Regions from separate parts of the Mus musculus genome. Here all the other regions are linked to region 2. The links are chromatin contacts, called in public Hi-C and HiChIP or PLAC-seq maps. All regions are on one chromosome and are shown on one strand. Each heading gives the region's core, a stretch centred on a gene start, on an enhancer-like site or on the middle of the called end of the contact. The rest is flanking DNA. Distances are from core to core; before and after follow the strand shown.

Evidence for each region. Hi-C and Micro-C count contacts between places; a contact is called where the count stands out from the background. HiChIP or PLAC-seq counts read pairs in DNA pulled down with a chosen protein or histone mark.
Region 1: a contact with region 2 is called in an H3K27ac HiChIP or PLAC-seq map of embryonic stem cells, with 3 times the contacts expected there. The contact joins the promoter of Smad5 here to the promoter of Pitx1 in region 2. A contact is called at or near these places in 1 of 115 datasets of contacts at active chromatin or transcription factors (embryonic stem cells) and 1 of 9 other capture datasets (embryonic stem cells).
Region 3: a contact with region 2 is called in a Hi-C map of embryonic stem cells, with 5 times the contacts expected there. The contact joins the promoter of Unc5a here to the promoter of Pitx1 in region 2. A contact is called at or near these places in 2 of 39 promoter capture datasets (liver and stem cell-derived epiblast-like cells), 4 of 484 Hi-C or Micro-C datasets (all in embryonic stem cells) and 1 of 9 other capture datasets (liver).

What each region holds. Positions count from the first base shown.
Region 1 is chr13:56,701,369-56,704,641 of GRCm38.p6, forward strand. It overlaps Smad5 (SMAD family member 5), which reads left to right and starts at 1,642. Exons shown (of 7, transcript NM_008541.3): 1 at 1,642-1,763.
Region 2 is chr13:55,830,087-55,833,324 of GRCm38.p6, forward strand. Pitx1 (paired-like homeodomain transcription factor 1) reads right to left here and starts at 1,339. Exons shown (of 3, transcript NM_011097.2): 1 at 686-1,339. The coding sequence starts at 854.
Region 3 is chr13:54,948,097-54,951,453 of GRCm38.p6, forward strand. It overlaps Unc5a (unc-5 netrin receptor A), which reads left to right and starts at 1,315. Exons shown (of 16, transcript NM_153131.4): 1 at 1,315-1,635. The coding sequence starts at 1,566.

The sequences.
Region 1 (3,273 bases), core at 392-2,891, 870 kb after region 2:
AGGAAGTGAAATACTTGCTTTTAGGATTATACCCACGGTTCGGGACAGGACCCCAGTACTCACGAAGTGTTCTTACAAATATGCACACAATTTGTGAAATGATTTTTAATAGTTTCTTGAAGTGAGGAACGGCGCTGATACACACAATATTAAGCAAAGTCGGCTGCAAACATCAGTTCCGAAAAAAGGGCATTCTTTCAGTAGGGTTATAGGTACGTCTGGGAGTTGTAAATCCATGCCAGGCTCCAGAAGCCATGCCTTCCAAGGGCCGGTAACAGCAAAGACTTAACAGCCAGGAATCAGTAAGCCAGGCAGTGTTGGCGCATACAGAGTCCTCCTGCGCAGAGTTTATGATGTAGTAAAGAAGTTTAAGATGGAGACCTGAGATTGCACACTGATGGCCTGTAGGCTATATTGGGACCATGGGCTTGTTTTGTTTGGCTTGTACCAGGGTGAGTCTTCTCAATGTCTAAAAAAGAGAAGGGGAGGGCAGGTCAGGGAGCCCAGGAAAGAGACAAAGAGGCAGCTGATCAGATAAATGTGTGATTTCCTTTTAGTATAGAAAAAGATGCATTTCCAACTTTCTTCGAAAAGCCAGAAGATCTGCCAATAATGGGCGGACACTGCCACATTTCTTCCTGCGGATGGTTGGCTGCAGTCACAGCTGCTGCCTTCCCTTGGTGCTCTCTCTCTAGTTCCCCAGCTCTGGCCGGATTCTCACCTATCACCCTTTGACATGGCTGCTTCCATAAACGCCTCCTCACGGCATTTATTTAATCTCTTCCAAATAGAAACAAGCCGTTGGAGTCTGGAGAAACATGGAAACCGCCGCATTTGTGTGTCAAGTGAGGTGACCCTGGTTCAGGCGGAGGAGGTGGTAATAAAAGTGAGGAGAAACTGTCAGAATTAGGGATCTACAGAATTGATATTGGAGGATGGGATTGACTGGGAAAGGTTAAAAATAGTTCCAATTTACTCAAAAAGAAAACCGGTGTGTGTGTGTGGGGGGGGGGGGGATCAGTTTTAAAGACCTTTAAAAATAAACACGAAACTATTTTAAAAAGCTTTCCCTTGCTGTCCAAGCTGACCGTTTGGAGGGGAAGAGAAGCCAGACAGCCGGATTAGTACAGAGCTACCCTGTAAGACAGCTCGAGCACCTCTAAGCCTCCACTTGCTGAAGCCTGAGAGCTCAAGGCGCTCCCGGCTTCCAGATGTGGGGCGGTGTCCCGTGAACAGCTGGGACTGTGTCCTGAGAAATGGCCACTCGTCCTCAGCTCCGGGTTCAGCACTATCTCCACCTGCAGAGGATTTTCCCCCTTTGGGAGCAATATTAAGGCTACATCTAGTAAGCTGTGTGGTATCTGATGCTCAGCCAGAGGTCTCTGTCTCTTAGGGTTTCTATTACAAATCAATGAAAACGGCGAAGTTGTAGCTGAAGATACTTTTTAACGCTTTAGATTGGCTAGAAAGGTCTCCAGCTCTCCAGAGCGAGGACGACCGTTTCGCTATAAGGCGGGTGAGCTTGGCTAACCCAAGTGCCACTTCCAGGCTCGCTGCGGACAGCAGAAGCCAGGCCTCGGCCACTCCCGACGCGCATGCGCCGGCCGCCGCGGCCCTCCGCCGCCGCCCCCCCTCCCCCTCATCATCCGGGTCCCCGGCGAGCGGGCGCCGAGCGCTTGTCCCGGGGCCGAGCTGCTAATAAAGTTGCGGCGCGTGCACAGCGCGGCGACGGCGTGAGGAGAGCGCGCCTGGGCGGCGGGGAGGTGAGTGAGGGGCCCCAGGGCGGGCGCTCGGGGCCCGGCGGAGGGACAAGCGCCGGCGGCAGCGGCCCGCGTGAGGCTGGAGGCCTAGAGGCTCCCCACGCGGGACCTGACGGCACGGGACGGGGCTCCGCGCAGCGCGGGAGGCCCCGGTGCTAAGGAGGCCCCGCGCGGCCGACGAGGCCGGCGCGGACGAGGCCGCTGCCACCTCGGCGCGCCACCGACGCCCGGGCCCGCGCGCGGAGCCGCGCAGGCGGCCTAGGCCGAGCGCGCGCCCCGCCGCTTTGTGTCTGGGAGATAAGGATCCGCGCTTATCGGTGGGAATTACACTCCGGCCAGCCGGCTGGCGGCGACCCGCCCCTGCGCCCGCCCGCCCGCCCGCCCGCCCGCTCGCCCGCCCGTCACTCTCCGGACGTCGCAGAGGCTCCCTCGCTGCGCTAAACTTTGTGTGAGGAAGCGAAGCAGCTTTTGTCTCTGCCCCGGTCCCGGTGGTTCCCTTGGGCATGCGTGCCCAAGTTCAGACTCCATCCCCTCCCCCTGCCCTTTCTCCTCTGCGCTTCTGGCTGCGCCGAGCCGGGAACCCTAAGCTCTGGGAACTTCCCCGGTGGCGGCCGTCTTAGGGTCAGAGCATGCTCAGTGGCCCGGACTTTTCGGTTGCAGAAGGAGCTGGCGGGGATGGTCGAGGTATTTGGAGGTGTGCCAGCGATCCGAAGCGTGTCTCTGTGTGTGTGTGTGTGTGTGTGTGTGTGTGTGTCCGGTTTGTGATGGCCCCGGCGAAAGGAGTCCCGGCCAACCTGGAAGGCAGGAACGGCCGAACACTGTAGGCTAGATCTTTATCTTGATCGTAAAAGACAGTGTTTCCTGAGCAGCTGGAGGGGGGTGGGGGGTGGGTATTTCTGGCTGCTGCTGCGTTTAGATGGGTGTGGTGCTAAGTATATCTTGTTTATCTTTCTGTGGAAAAAGTTTTGAAGTCTGGTGGAGTTGATCACATCATGCCTGTTGCCTAGCACTATCAAGTGTATGCCTACCTAGCAACGGACACTGGGCGATCAATGGAATTTGTTGGTTGCTTTGACAGAGGCTAAGCGAAAGGGTACATGTGATTTCTTTTCTTTCTGACAGGGTTTTGCTAGGCAGACCTTGAACTCTGGCCAATCCTCCTGCCTCAGCTTCCAAGTGCTGGGATTACAGGGGTGAGCCATCACCAACTCTGGCTGTGTGTTTCTTTTTTAAACAAAGAGTGCTTGGATTTTCTTAGTGTATGGGAGTTACCGTTAAAGTTGAAAACCCAGTAGGTTTAGAAACGCTTAGAGTAGTAGTTGAGGGTTTCTGCTAGATGCCAGCCCATAATGCCTGTTGTATGGAAACAGTTCCTCCATGGAGCAGGACGGTTTCACACTCAACTGCTCTATCAGAGCTTATGATCCAGATGAGGTTAGTAGCAGTAGTAACAAATCACATTATTCCTTTTACCCTTTTTGGTAACATTTTCCCCCTCTAAAATGAACCCCAG
Region 2 (3,238 bases), core at 89-2,588:
CCAATCTCGGGCCCAGCTCAAGAGATCGGGGTTGTTTTGTTTTGTTTTGTTTTTTAAAAGACAACTGGGGGATTTGTGGAGTCGAGAACCCACCCTGGCTGGACCCCTGGTGGCTCTGGGCTGAGGTGTCCACGTGGGCCAGGATCCCCGCTGCAGCAGGGTTCTGCCGGCTCTGCCGGGAGTCAGGCCGCGCCTCCTAGCTGGCTGGCTCTCGCTGTCCCCAGAGCTCGAGCTCGGCTTTACGGACCCCTCTCTTCTAGCCTGCTCTGTGACCCCACCTCTTCTTTTAGGATTCTTTCCTCCATCTGTCAAGGTGTCTCTTTGGGCACTTTGTCTGGCCACCCCTTCTACTCCCTGCACATCTGCTTCTCGCCCTGAGCCCCAGCGACTCCTCAGCAACCAGTTAGGGAAAACTCAACTTTTTTCTCCCGCGTGCTATCTGCTCCTGCTCCAGAGGGGCTGCCAGTCCCACTCAGGGCTTGGCGTGTGGGGGACTGTTTGGAAGTGACTTCGCGTGTGCGTGCGAACGCGCGTGTAAATTTCCGTGTTCATCGTCAGGTTAAGACCAGGGAGGAAAAAGAAAGCTCCTCGCTGCAGAGACGCAGAGGGGACCCGGCTGCGTGCCAAGCCGCCCGGTGTGCGCGGAGGCTGGATGCCCGCCGCGGGTTGGGGGAGCCGCGTTTACCTGGCAGATCAGCGTCGGACGATTCGCTGGCGGAGTTCTCCAGCGGCTCCCGGGGGTCGGCGGCGCGGGCCAGGTGGAAGCTGGGCCCCATGTCGTGCGGTGGTGGTGGCGGTGGCCGCAGCCCCTCCGGTAGCCTCTCCAGGCTCATGCCTCCCTTGAAGGCGTCCATGGAGGTGGGGACCGCAACGGGCGCTCCAGGGGCCGGGGCTGGGAGCTCCCGGCCGCCCAGGCTGCGACCTGTTGGGGACAAGAGAGTGGCGCCTAAGCGGCTGCCCCCCAGGGCTGCCCGCGCCCACAGCGACGCCGTTCGAGCTCCATCGACCTCTCCAGGCTGCGGGACCGGGTTCGGGGCTCGGGGCTCCGCCACGCGCTCCTGCTGCTCCGGCCTCAGCTGCCCGGCCGGCCCGGGCCCCAGTCCCGATTCGAGGCCGGTTTCTAAGGCTCGGGTCGGAGCCCGCAGAGTCTGTCTGAAAACGACAGTGCGCGCAGCCAGGTTCCAGCAGTCCCTGCGCCAGGGGTGGTGGGTGGGGTGGGCCTCGGTGGGAGGGGGCTGGGAGAGAAGGAGGGAGGGCGCGAGCGAGTGAGCAAGCGAGCGAGGGAGCGGGCGCGGGCGGAATCCAGCCTCGAGCCGCCCGCGCCGCGCCCTCCCCGCCGTCCTCCCTCCCTCCCTCTCTCCCTCCCTCCCTCCTGGCCTCGCCCGCGCCCTCCCCGTCGCAGCCACCTTCCCGCCGCCTCACCTCCCCCCCTCTCCCGCGGCCTCACCGCGCCTCTCCCTCCTTCCCCGGTGACACACGAATTTCTCCCTTGGCCGCACAAAAGAAACGCATCTGGCCAGCTAGCCCCGGGCGGCTGGTGCACACCTTGGGGGCCCCAAGTGACTTGTTTCGCTGAGAGTCAACTCCTGTCTGGGCCACCTCAAGTCCCCAGCCACGGGAGAGAACAACTTAGAATGAGTGAAGGTTCGCTGAGCAGGATCGCTCTGAGCCGGCGCCTCCGAGCCAGCGCCAGGGCAGTCAGTGGCAGAGCCGGGGGGCCGGTTCCCGGTTGCTGCAGCTCCCAGCGGTGGTGTCGTCCTCGAGGGGCAGACGGGCCCCTCCTACCTCAGTCGCTTCTCCCAGGAACTCGGGGCCGGCTGAGTGACAGCAGCCTGCGAGCTCTAATGGGCCCCGGATGCTGTCTTCTAATTAGTTTGGACCCTCTCCCCTAAGGCTGCTCTCATGGCCTTCCTCTCTGCACCGCAGTCAATTTTCCGGAATTGGGGTAGAGATGACGGCTTCTAATCAGACGAAACGTTTCTGTTGGCTCTAGGCCATGGCGAGTGGGACTGGAGACCCCAAGAGCCCCACCAGGCCCGTGGCCTTTCCACATCCCCCTTTGTTTTGCACCTACAATGATCAGGTCTTTGGCAGCCACCAGGTAGGCCTTGCCAGCCTCTGCCCTCCTTTAGGGTAACTTTGCTCCAGTGTGGGGCCTACTTTCTGAATTCTCAGGGCTTCAGCAGAGGCCTGGTAGGCCAGGTGACTGATGTCTCACAACCCTGGGCTGGGAGCTTAGGAAGCCTTTGGGTTTTCTCCCGATACACTGCTAGGAAACTGTAGCTCCAGAGCTCCCCCCTCCCCAAGCAAAGACTTTACCCTCTAGGCTCACAAGAGTGGTCCCCTCCTTAGCTCCTCACGCTCCAATGAAGTTTGTCCAAGGATTTTATCCAACAATTGTTAACTGGCCCAGGGACTTCAGCTTCTTGAGTAAACAGGTCACAACTGAGGTGGCCCTGACCTGCCTCTGTAGCCACGGAGGACCCCTAGGCTGTCTCTGGGCCTCACCTGCAGACCTCTCCCCTGAACCAGCCACTGATGGGGTAGACTAGGGCTTAGGAAAGAAGCACTTCTCTGTTCTCCAGTGTCCAGAGCCCAGGACATCATCTTCTCCTGTAGTCATTTCTTGGGTTGGCTCTACAGGTATGTTAGTGGTGGGGACTGCAAGGCTCTGCCTTTGGTCCTTCTCCTACCTTCTCTACCACCAGAGGGAAGTAGCTGGGCCCTGGATGGGTGCCTTGTGAGAATTGTGGGGGCAAGGGCAGACATGCAGGGTGGGGCCAGAACTGTCTCATACTCCCTTGGCCTTGCTTCAAGGTGCCCAGCTCCTTAGGGCCAGGTCTATTGAGGGAGACAGAATTTGGGCAAAGATGGAGGGAGGATGCTTTCCGGGGAGCTGACTAAGGCCCTGGGGTATCTTGATTTCTCCTTGCAAGTGAAGCCCACTAGGTGCTTCGGTTGGTCCACGGGGCTACACTACCTCCCTCAGTCAGAGAGCAGCCTGGATCATACAAGGATGGCAGTGCACACCTGTACGTCCGGACCCAGGAGGCTGTGTACGGGTGGACACACACATGTGCTGTTTAATGTCCAATTGGATAGCATGAAATAGGAGGTCCATCAAGTCAGATCGAGGTGGGAACGCCTGGGAGTGTGTCTCAGACAGGGACAGGGAAATGGTGAAGTTAGGTCCTACATGGACTGTGTGGAGAAGCATCTGTCGTTCACATCACCATTG
Region 3 (3,357 bases), core at 65-2,564, 880 kb before region 2:
AAAATCTGTACATTCACATCTGGAGCTTTGGTTGTGAATAGAAACACACACACACACACACACACATATACATATGCAGATATACACATATACAAGAGAGCAGAATAAAGCAAAACATTTTTCATAACCTTCTCTATAAAAAGTGGGAAACAAAAGACAGACCGAGAGAGGGCCTCGTGTCTCAAGAAATATAGGAGAGCTCATATCTCTTTGTGGAAGCCAAGACCATTCTTATATCATCTGGCCTGCAGCACCAATTTATATTATCGATCGGCGCTGGAGGCGTTTGAGTGTGTGACCGTCTTCACCCTTCTCATTCTCCTCCTGGCCAGAAGTGGGACCCTCTCTTTCAGATCCCTCGCCCTGTGCACACCGAGAGCGTTTATTTTCCTTCTCTAGGGCAGCCTTCTGTTTATTTTAACCAGCTTAGGGAATGGGGGTGGGGAATAGGAGATCCTCCAGCGGTCATTCTGCTGGGATCCAGAGACGCCCCGTGACTTGCCCAAGGTCACAGAGCCAGAAGAATGTGACACTTCTATTCTACCCCAGGAGTTTGTAGCTCCCAAAACCCTTCTGGTTCCTGCATCACGCCCACGTCTCCAGCGCCGCGCGCGCTCGGGGCGCAAACAACACGACGCTCCTTACAGGCTGCGCTGCGCCCTAAGGTTGTTTCCTTTGGGCCAGCGGCGTGGAGGGATTAAGAAAGCCTGGGGCCACGCTGCTACGCTTGCCCCTGAAGCCCACCAGGCTGTCTTGGGGAGGCGGATGGTGAGACGGTGGGGGCCTGGCGGCTCCTGCGCGCCGGCTGGGCCCCGGGACCTCTCCTGCAGTCCCCCATCCAAGCCGCCCGCCAGCTGCCTACCACGGCGCGCTGACGATCTCGGAGCGCAGCCCGGAGGCAGGGGTGCAAGCAGGGACTGCAGCGGAACCTGCCTGGGGCACTCCAGAGTCGAGCTGCTCTCCGCAGGCTGGCGCTGCGCCGGGGTCGCCGCAGCCCGGGGCCCCTCCCGGGCCACCTGTGCGCCGACTGGCGGACCAGGGTGATGCCAGATCCGGAAAAGCAATCCACTCCGGGATCCAGAGTCCTGTCTCTGTCCCTGGAGACTGAGAGGGGTGGTGGGAGGCCTCCCCGCCCACTACCCCAGCTCCTCCCTGGGGGAGCCTCAGGCGTTGCCCGAAGGGATCCCCGGTGCAGGGGGTGGCCCGCGCTCGCAGCGCCGCCCGGCCCCTCCTCCCCCGCCCCGCCCCGCCTCCGCCCCGCTCCGCCGCTCCAGTCCGGATTTTGCGGCGCCCGCCGGCCCGCTCCCCGGCTGCGGGCTCCGCGCGGCGGCTGGCTCGGTGCGCGGCGCGGCTGGCGCTGCGCTCCGCCCCGGCTGCATTGCTGCGCTCCGGGTGCCCAGGGGAGCCACGCGCCGCGTGCGCCCCGCAGCCGGCCGCCCGGAGGCAGCGCTGTCCTCTGGCATGGGCCCCGGGGGCGCCCCGAGGTGGGGCTCTCGGCTGAGGCGCTGACAGCCTCTCTCCCGCCCGCGGGGCCCCTAGTCCAGCCCGCTCGTCCGCCCGCGGCCATGGCCGTCCGGCCCGGCCTGTGGCCAGCGCTCCTGGGCATAGTCCTCACTGCCTGGCTTCGTGGTTCGGGTGAGTCACGCCGCGCGCGCTCTGGGGAGGCTTGCGGGGGACCGTGCGCGCGAACGCTTAGCTCTGGGGAGGAGGTGGCCGTGACCTGCGCGGCCGACCCGTCTGGGAGCCCCCGGAGGCCAAACTTTGCTGGGCAGGACGCGGGGGCCGCCACTCGCTGCTGCGCAGCTTCCTGGTGCGCTCTCCCGGAAGCCTTGCTTCTGCCAAGTCCAGAACAGCTGTCAGCGCACGGGGCTGGCGAGTGTAGACGCCCCACGCCTCCGGGTGGGGGAAGTTTTTGCTGGTTTCACGGGCCCGGGAGAATGATGGGGGGGGGGGGGGAGCGCGACGGCAGTTTGAAATAATCCAGGAAAGACAAAAAGACAAGACTTGAAGGACTCAAGGCCATATGCTAGTGCTCAGAAAATGGGGTGTGTGTGTGGGGGGGGGGGGGGGTAAGACAGCTCTTCCAGGTAGGACTGCCCCAAACAGCCACTCACAATTTCTAGCTTGGCACCTGGCCTGTGCCCACGTCTAGAACATAGTGTCCTCCTCTGTCCCCACCACACACAGGCTTGCACACGCACACACTCAGGCGTGGAGGCATCCAACAGCCCTCAGCTCTTGCAGCCGGTAGTCAAAGCACTGGGGCCCCTGTGGTGGCCTGTGGTTCCTGGCCTCGCTGCTGGAGGTGGGAGGGGGGAAGAGGAGGGCGAAGGGGAGTTGTTTGCTGTTGGCTGTTGGTTGGCGGGCTCTGAGAACCTCTCAGAAACTCCACAGCCCTGCAGTCTCCCCGCGTGTCTTGTTGGCCACCCTAACCAGCCCCTTCATAACCTAGCCTTTTAGCCCACCTCCTTGCGTGAGAGGCCTGGGGGGGGGGGGAGGTTTTGTCTAATCTCCCAAAGCCCGCACCTAGACCGAGCTGTGGGGGTCCCTAATCTCCTGGCCCCTAAGGATTTGGCAGTGCTGAGCTTCTGGGTATTGGGAAGGGTGCCTGAGCAATTCTTGGTGCTTGATGCCCCCAGAGCCTGCTTCCCGGGAGGTGATCCCTAGGCTGGCAAGGCCAGTTTCTCCTAAGGGTGTGGATTTCTGAACTGCCAATCTAGAAAGACGAGAGCTCCGTCAAGGACCAGATGATTAAGGTCGATGGCTGGTTCCTTGAAGAGTCTCTGCGTACTGCATCCTTCACCCACCACTGCCTCGACTGCCCTCCCCATCCTGCCCCTTAAGTCCTCTACCTCGTCCCCCCTGCTCTGCCTCCTTCCCCTGTCAATGCACCCTAAATCCTCACTTTAACCAGCCCTTCTTCCTAATGGCCTCCCCTTTTAATCCTGACGAACCCTCAGATTGGGCTGCCTGCTGTTGGCTGTGTATTCATGTTGTATATGTTAGCTTTAGGGGTGTGAGTTGCAGGACTGGCCATAGTCATGAGCTGGGGGTGTCAGAGGAGGTGCTGCCAGACACTGAATGGGTCCCCAGGAAATGTTTACTGAGTTGCATGTGTGTGAGAGGGGCTGTGTGGTCAGAGCTGCATTTTGCCACGTGAGCACCTGGGTGGGAATGGTGTGGACTGACATGTGTCCTGGGTAATGGGGGCAGGGGGCACCACTGATGTGGCATGGGTAGTGCTGTCATGTGTACGGTCAGATGAGTACTAACATGCTGTATGCGTGTGGTAGTTGCATGGTACTGCACCAGTGAGCGTTACAGACAGGGGCGACAGACACTTGTAGGTGAGGGCAC